Regions from separate parts of the Mus musculus genome. Here region 2 is linked to region 1. The links are chromatin contacts, called in public promoter capture Hi-C maps. All regions are on one chromosome and are shown on one strand. Each heading gives the region's core, a stretch centred on a gene start, on an enhancer-like site or on the middle of the called end of the contact. The rest is flanking DNA. Distances are from core to core; before and after follow the strand shown.

What was found. Promoter capture Hi-C pulls out the DNA fragments that hold promoters and counts their contacts.
Region 2: a promoter capture Hi-C map of liver shows a contact between it and region 1, with 5 times the contacts expected there. The contact joins the promoter of Ngly1 here to the enhancer-like site in region 1. A contact is called at or near these places in 3 of 39 promoter capture datasets (hippocampal neurons, liver and pre-B cells), 6 of 115 datasets of contacts at active chromatin or transcription factors (astrocytes, bone marrow-derived dendritic cells, extraembryonic endoderm stem cells and 3 more) and 2 of 9 other capture datasets (liver and macrophages).

The regions. Positions count from the first base shown.
Region 1 is chr14:14,098,636-14,102,725 of GRCm38.p6, forward strand. Atxn7 (ataxin 7) reads left to right here. Exons shown (of 12, transcript NM_139227.4): 11 at 1,300-2,266. Among named protein-coding and RNA genes, the nearest start is that of Psmd6, 20 kb to the right of the region's middle. Within about 2 kb of position 2,291, at least 7 of the 459 cell types and tissues checked have an H3K27ac peak or open chromatin away from gene starts, as enhancers often do. A contact at or near this core is called in liver, where this site is marked.
Region 2 is chr14:16,247,810-16,251,836 of GRCm38.p6, forward strand. Ngly1 (N-glycanase 1) reads left to right here and starts at 1,505. Exons shown (of 12, transcript NM_021504.3): 1 at 1,505-1,688. The coding sequence starts at 1,558. It also overlaps a transcript of Oxsm not described here.

The sequences.
Region 1 (4,090 bases), core at 1,041-3,540:
CAAGACGTTCAGATGCTGCCTGTGGAGGAAGAATTTCCCCCCAGGATTTCAGAAGGCCTGGTTTTTAAATCTCAGCCTCACGAGCCACCCAGTGGCTATCGTCAGTTACTGCATCCAGTAAGCAACCTACTCTTGAGTCCCACGATCCACCTAGTGGCCGTAGCCGGAACTGCATTCAGTTAGCAACCTACTCTTGAGAGCTAGCCTGGGTACCTTGTGGAGATACTGATTCTAGGAATTCACATTGTTACAAACCTCTCAAGCAATACTTGTGTGTCTCACAAGGATAGAGCCAGGCTTCTTATCGTGGGATCCACATTGCAGTCTGTTAGAGAGATCTGAAAATTGACTAAGGTCTGTGTACTCTCTTGAAATTTCCTGTATCATAAGGATCATTACTTGGCTCCTGAGATGGCATCGTCAAGCTTTCGAGTGGTTGGGATCATGGCTTGCACCTCTGTCCAGCTGTTACCACCTGAGCTTTAATGCTACTATCAGGCTTTCTAGGTTTTCTTGTTCTTTTAGGCTGTCACATTTTTTAAATTTTTTTTTTTTTTAAACTCAGAGTTAAAATAAAAGGGAGAGCTCCTGTGTTTGACTCTCCAGATAGGTTTCTCATCCCCTACTGAGTACTTTGCCCAGGCGTTATGAACAAAATACTTTGTTATAACACTCAAACAAGTCTGCTTTGGATTTGTCTCCTGTGCAGTGTCCTGGCCGGTAGTCACAATCTGCCTGTTGATGAAGTAACTCGTTCTTGCTTGAATCCTTACAGTGTTTGGATACTAGATTCTAGGCCGTATGGGTAAATGGTACATAAGACGTCTGTTACAACATCTGAAAAGGAGTAGATGATTTACAGTCACATATTAAAAGTCATTTCCAGGTCTACAAAGTCTATCACCAGGGGCCTTAGACAGATGCAAGCAAGGCATGGTGTTCAGTGCAGACTTCTTCACGTGATGAGTTGAGAGTTCTTTCATTGTGGCTTGTGCTTGAGGCTTAAGAAAGAGTGCTTGCTAAGTGTCAGCAGTGGAGGTCTGAAGCTAGGGTTGTAGCGTGTGAACTCTACATAGACAGAGTATGCTTCCACGTTCCCCAGGAAGCATAAAGAACTGGAAGGAGCAATCCATCAGGACTGAGTCTGTGTTTTTAGATTGATTGATCTTGGTGAGAATATGTTTCTCAATACCAAATATAAAGGGGTGCCCATCCAAAACCATTCATGGCAGCTGTGATTATGGGAAGTATGTGTGACCAGCTTTGGTAATTCTCACCCATCATATCTCCTTTTTACAGGAAAATCCCACCAGTGCCCTGTACCACATCACCTGTTTCTGCCCGTGTTCCTCACCGGACAAATTCTGTGCCGACATCACAAGGTGGGATCAGCTACTTAGCAGCAACCACTGTCTCCGCGCCTCCAGTCCTGCTGTCGTCCACCTGCATCTCCCCAAATAGCAAATCGGTACCAGCTCATGGAACGACGCTAAATGCACAGCCTGCTGGTTCTGGGGCGATGGACCCTGTGTGCAGTGTGCAGTCCAGACAAGTGTCGGCTTCATCCTCACCCCCCTCCACGCCCTCGGGCCTCTCTTCCGTCCCCTCTTCCCCTCTGTCCAGAAAACCTCAGAAATGGAAACCTAGCAAGTCTATAAGGCCCAAGGAATCTTCTGCTCTCAGCACTAACTGTCACAATGCCAGTAGCAGTACCAGTGGTGGCTCAGGAAAGAAACGCAAAAACAGTTCCCCACTGTTAGTTCCTTCTTCCTCCTCTTCGTCATCCTCCTCCTCCTCCTCTTCTCATTCCGTGAACTCTTTTAGGAAAAACTGTGTGGCTCACTCTGGGACTCCATACCTGTCAACAGCACCATCTTCCCACAGCATCGGCCTCAACTGTGTGACAAATAAAACACACTCGGTGAGCCTCCGGCATGAGCAGGCAGGGCGGGGTCCCGCTGGTGTGAGCTCTGCAGAGCCCATCAAGAGGATGAGTGTAATGGTGAACAGCAGCGACTCCACTCTCTCTCTCGGCCCATTCATCCACCAGGCTAGTGAACTGCCTGTCAACCCACACTCACACACTCCTCTAGACAAACTCATAGGGAAGAAAAGAAAGTGCTCTCCAGGCTCTAGCACTGTTGGCAACAGTGGCAGCAAACCCACAAAGGTTGCCAAGTTGCCAGCTATGAACAACGTCCACATGAAACACACAGGCAACATCTCAGGGGCACAAGGATTGACGAACAATTCCCTCCTCCATCAGGTAGGAAGTGGACTCTGATCTGGACGTGTTTGTTGCCTCTTTCTTGGGGACTTTGGCCAGTTCTGAAAATTCTGGTTGGGTTGGTTGGTTTGCCTATAATGGATGCCCAGCTTTCGTGGTAATCTTTAACAGAGGAGAGCCCATGTCCGTGTGAAGGGGAATCTCCTCCGAATGTCCAATGCCTTGCAACAGTGTTCCTGAGTAAGCGTCAAGCAGGAAAGGTTATGCAGAGAGGCAATATCCTGATGCTGTTAGAGATGGAGGCAGAGAGCATTGTCTGTCTGCACAGACATTCCAGGCTGAAGTCAAACTGACGTAGTAAGCAACAATGACTTAAGACAACAAAACAAACAAACAAACCAACAAACCAACCTTAGGATGCGTCTCCTCTTGAGCAGTTCCAGGCATTCTGGTTAACTCGCACCCCTTTCTATTTTCAAGAGAGTTAGGGGAGAAGATTAGTGCCGGCGTGGCTGGAGCTTGACGCCTGTTCCGAGTGCATACTTAGAAGACAGTATCGTGCTTCCCATGAGCGGGAGGTGGCTAACTGGGTTCAGAGTAGTCGTGACTTCTTGTGCTGTGTCTTGTCTGTTCCTGGCTTTCCATTGGCTCCTTCTGACTGTCAGTCACACAGTTCTGTGTTCCAGCCTCTTTTGCACCACTTCCAGCTCATCTCTCATCCTGTTATTTCATCCATCAGGATATCTTCTCTCCTTGCTTACGAACAGGAATTGCAGAAGCAGCACCCCAGAGCCCTGACTTAAAAAGTGAGGCTCTCTTTTATGTTATTTTCCCTTTTCCTCATCCTCAGAATTTAACTGCTTAGGGATTTTTCAGAAAATAAGAAGGCACTTCCTATTGTAATTTACTTTTTTTAGTATTTATGTGAATTGATAATGTCAGAATTACTGGGGGAGATAGCTACTTATTTTCAAACTGGCTGCTTGTGTTGGCCTTATTGCAAATATGAACTTTGCTCTTAGTGTGTTTTGTAGTTACTCATAGTTATGATTCATGTAGCAGAAGTACAAACACAGCAAGAAACAATATACTCATCCCTCAGAACTGCCTCTGAGTGTAGTATCCTCCCAGGAGAGGGGGCAGCATTGTACCCCACCTTCATGTAGACCGTTACACTTGTGTTCACCTTACTTCTCCTCACAGGTAACTGATGGGAATGCTGAAGGTTGAGGTGGTCGTTCTAGACAGCAGGGACTAACAGTGCTTAGGGAGGGTGGGCATGGGTATTGTCCCACGGGTATGTAGCAGCTCTTTCCTGTCTTGTCGCCAGTTTAAAGAGAAATTGCAGAGCTGCGCTCACATGTGAATTTTCTCTTTACCACCCCCACCCCCCCATTTTAAAAGTCAGCTACAGCTTACGTACCTGTTGGACAATTTGGGTCATGATCCCAAAGTGTTTTCCTTCTGCCTGTTATGATAGGGTTGGAGCTCGTCTCCAAGAAGACCAGGTGGTCTTTAAATTTAGGTTCTGAAAATCAATCTCAGCTCAAGATTACATTGTAGAAAGATTTCCTCTGTTGAGGATGTTTTTGTTTTTGTTTTTATTATTATACTTCACAAATCCTAGGAACCCTGTGGCTTCCAATCAGAGGACATATGTGAACCTTACAAGCTGTTTTTCAACTTTATCTGTCAGTGGGAGGAATCTTACAGCTGCATACAAATCTCAGAACTCATGACTTAAAAGTACTTTAAAGAATGCTATCCCTAAAACGGCATGATGGCACATGTATTAAATCCCAGCATTCTAGAGACAGAAGCAAGCAGGTCTCTCAGGGCTACACAGAGAGACCCTGTCAGAAA
Region 2 (4,027 bases), core at 255-2,754, 2.1 Mb after region 1:
TCTTTCAAAGTCTCATAGATATACAATGTTCTTTGGCCACAGTCCATCCATTATCTCTCTTCCATCACCTTTGCCCTCCCCTTTAACCCCCCTTTCCCTCATCTGCCTCCTTCTTTCATGTCTTTGGTGGTGGTGGTAGTAGTGATATATGTATGTATGTATGTATGTATGTATGTATGTATGTATGTATGTATGTATATTTGATTCTCCTGCCTCTACCTTCCAAGTTTTGGGATTTGCCAACATGCCTAGCTGAAAACAATATTCTTGAAGTTGGTCTACAAACCTAAGTGCTAAAAATGTAGGTATATTTTACAGATGAATATTCAGAAGTTCTTGAAAATTCTCCGAAGAAATTGCCCAGAAACATTAAAAAACAACAGATAATAAAGTGTCAAACGAGGTCACATAAGTAAATATCTTTAAAACACAAAGCCAACAAGTACCTGCTACGTGCTAGTGATTCATATATGTAATTCCAGCTATTCAAGGTGAGTGGAGCATGGAAAACTCCTGACTACAAATCAAGGTCAAGTGCACTCTTAGTGGCATTTCAACATTAAAAAGTAATAAAAAAAAGCCAGGTAGTGGTAGACAAGCCTTTAATTCCAGTACTCAGGAGGCAGTGATCAGGTGGATCTGAGTTCAAGCTGATCTATAGCTGGAGTTCCACTTTACCCAGAACTATGCAGAGAAACCCTCTTCTGAAGAAGAAAAAGAAGTAATGAGGACTGAGTATGAAGCTCAGTGCTGGAGCCAATTTCCAGGGTTGATGTCAGTGACAAGGGCATCAGCTAAGGAGGTTAGTGATTCCCTTTCTAAGATAAATTAAGGATACTGGTAAGGGATATGCCAGTATGAGTCAAAGGATACAATGTGTATATAAACTTTATTTACTTGTTTGTTCCTCATTTTATTCTATTATTGTATATGGGTTTTATGCGAGTATCCATAGGACACTCCCAAAATGCTCCTTGCATCAGAATCATACCTTGTGAGCAACAACTGAGTTTTCATCAACAGAATTCGGAAAATACACAAATCAGAAACCCAGAAGAGTTCTGAGCTATGCTCTGTTTTTGAAGCCGGACACTAGTAACCAAAGGGCAAGACTGCAGTAAATTCCCGTGTGAGCCCAGCCTAGGCCACAGACCATGATCACTTTCCCTTCCCCATAACCGCCCCCACCCCACCCCACCCCCCAAAAAAAAGACATAACAAAAACTTGCTCGGTCTTCTGGAGTCTTTTCTTCCACAAAAGACTTTTATCTACCGTAAAAAGAAGGCTGTGCAATTATCTCTGGGACCCTACCCGACACAAGCAGCCACCACAGCTCGAGATCTACTCCACTGGCTCGGCCCCTTGTACCCCGTACCCCAACGTTCGCAACCGGCCTCTCCGCGGCTCGCCCCGCCCCTAGCCCCTCCCGGAACGCCCCGCCCCTCGGCTCCTCGCCCCGCCCTCTGGCCGCAGGCCTCTGCGGCGGCCTAGGCGCTCCTCAGCGCCTGCTCAGTGCGGGCCGCGGTGCGCGAGGTGGCGAAGGCCGCGGCGCAGCCATGGCGTCGGCCACACTGGGCAGCTCGTCGAGCTCTGCGTCCCCGGCCGTGGCCGAGCTATGCCAGAACACCCCGGAGACCTTTCTGGAGGCCTCCAAGCTGCTGCTCACCTACGCCGACAACATCCTGAGGTGCAGCCGGGGCCCTCGAGCCTGAGGGCCGCAGGCGGGCGGGGCCGCGGACACTCGGGCCTGAGGCGGGGCGGGCTGGGCGACGAGGGCCCGCCGAGGCTGTCACTGAGTTTGACAGCTGTGCTGTCCCATCTCGCTGCAGGATCCCGGCGCTGTGGCTCAGCCCGAGTGCCAGTTAAACGTTCACGCCGAGTTTGGCGGTTGACACATTTATAGTTTAAGTTACGAACTTTGTGTCAAGTCACCTTTGTACTGAGTGCAGCACTTTCCACAACTGGCTGGGAGTTTGAGTCAGCACCTCCCATGGCCGCTCCGGTCAAAGAGTGTGGGGAAGGGATGCGGAGGGGCAGACAGTGGAGGTCACTTCAGTTGAGCCCCTGGGCGCTGGCTCTTACAAACACACCGACCCGAAGTCTGTAGGAATTCTTAGTTTAAAGGCTGTACAGTTCATGCGGACCAGCTTTAGAGAGTTAGTTGTTAGAGACATTGAGGTGTTGTCCTGTACCCCAAACTGGCATGGAACTTGATCTGTACCCCAGAACTCATGCCAGTCACGACCTACCAAAAGCTGAGATTACAGGTGTGTGCCACCACAACCATAATTCTTCATTTAGGTGACATTAGTGATATTTAAAATATATTTGAAAAGGGAATATAATGTGATTCTATGCCAGATGTTATGCAGCATTTGGGCTTGCACATAATTGTGACTTGTGTGAAGATGGCCTTCCTCCTTTATGACACCTCAGCTTAACCCTGAGATCTCACAGCACCTCAGAGTACAAGGTGTCTGAAAGAACTCATAAGCTTGATTCTCCAGAGCCCACAGCTGGCGTTTCATACTGAATTGTTTAAGTCTTCAACCTCCCACCCCCATACATAAGAGAAGGATGGATTTGTAAAGACATTTCGATTCTGTTAGTACAATGAAACCAAAGATGCTAAGATCAGAGTACTTTGAAAGATAGCTTTGCATGCAGACAGTTATTTCGGATCATGACCATCATTATGAATATTTACTAAATTTCTTAAAGAAACTGGTTCATTTTACAGCCTTTACTGTGGCTTACATTTCTGATCTTGGAGTTTTTGTTTTATAAAGGAAATTAGAGCAGTTTGTAAGAGAAATGATTCAGGTTGATGTGAGAAAATGCTCCTTTAGTTTGTTTTCAACAAGTGTCCTTGTGTTCTTAGAATTCAAGGTCTGGCTTGGTTGGGAGATGATATCCTGCTTCTTCATGTCCAAATCCAGTGACTTCTTAACTCTTAAGGAAAAGCTCCATGTCTTCCTGGTCCCTGACCGCACATTATAATTATACTTCTGTAATTTGGTAGAGAAAATCAGGTTCCTCTTTGCATTGCTATTTTCTTTTAAACCCACTAGTGCCATAGTGGAGGCACTATTGAAGGCATATTGTCCCAGCATCTCATTTGCCTCAGTATCAGAACAATTTATAGAATGGATATGCAAATAAAAATGCATTAGCTTGTTTTGAAGTAGATACTTGTCACTGAAATCTACAATGAAATAATACTCTTAAATTTCTGCTTGAATATTTATCATATCCTAACAGTAATAAATCTAAATAAGCTCCAAAAGAAATGTGTGCTAATTTGTATGCAAAAGCTGCCACCCATTTTAGATAAGATGAGCTTACTATGGACTTTATCAAGAGCAAAACAAAGCAACTCTGTATTAGTTTTCCTGACATCACAGGTGAGCTGCTTAGCTAATTTGATTCATGAACCAGAGTTTGGTTTAGAACTTTTCATGTACCTAAGAATAATGTTGAACTTCTTATCCTCCTACCTACACCTCTAAGTTACAGGTGTGGGCTACCACAATTGCTGTTATGAGCTGCCACAGATTGAGCCAGGGCTCAATGAATGGGAGGCAAGCACTCTACCATCTAAATGGATCCCCTGTCCCTAGTTCATTTATTCTTTAATATAAATATTTGATATTGTACTGTTTTGTTTACAAAGCACACATAGTGTTTGACTATTAACTGTACTGAGTGAAGAACCAAGAATCAAACATAGTTTCTTTGTTCAAATAATATAAATGTATTTGGGAGAAGAAAGGTTTGAAAAACAGCTACAGTGTAACATCAAAGAACAATTCCAAGACAGTGTTAATGTCTCTGTCTTTATATTTTTATGTTAGGAGGTAGTAGGGAGACCAAACATGAGACATTTAGTGAAGGGATAGGCAAAGGTGACTCACAGTTTCTACAGTGGAGTTTCCGGGAGGAAACCATTAGAAGAAACAGGCATTGATTATGAAGTCACTGCATAATCATAACAATAAACCCAATGGAATGGAGAAAGAGAATTTT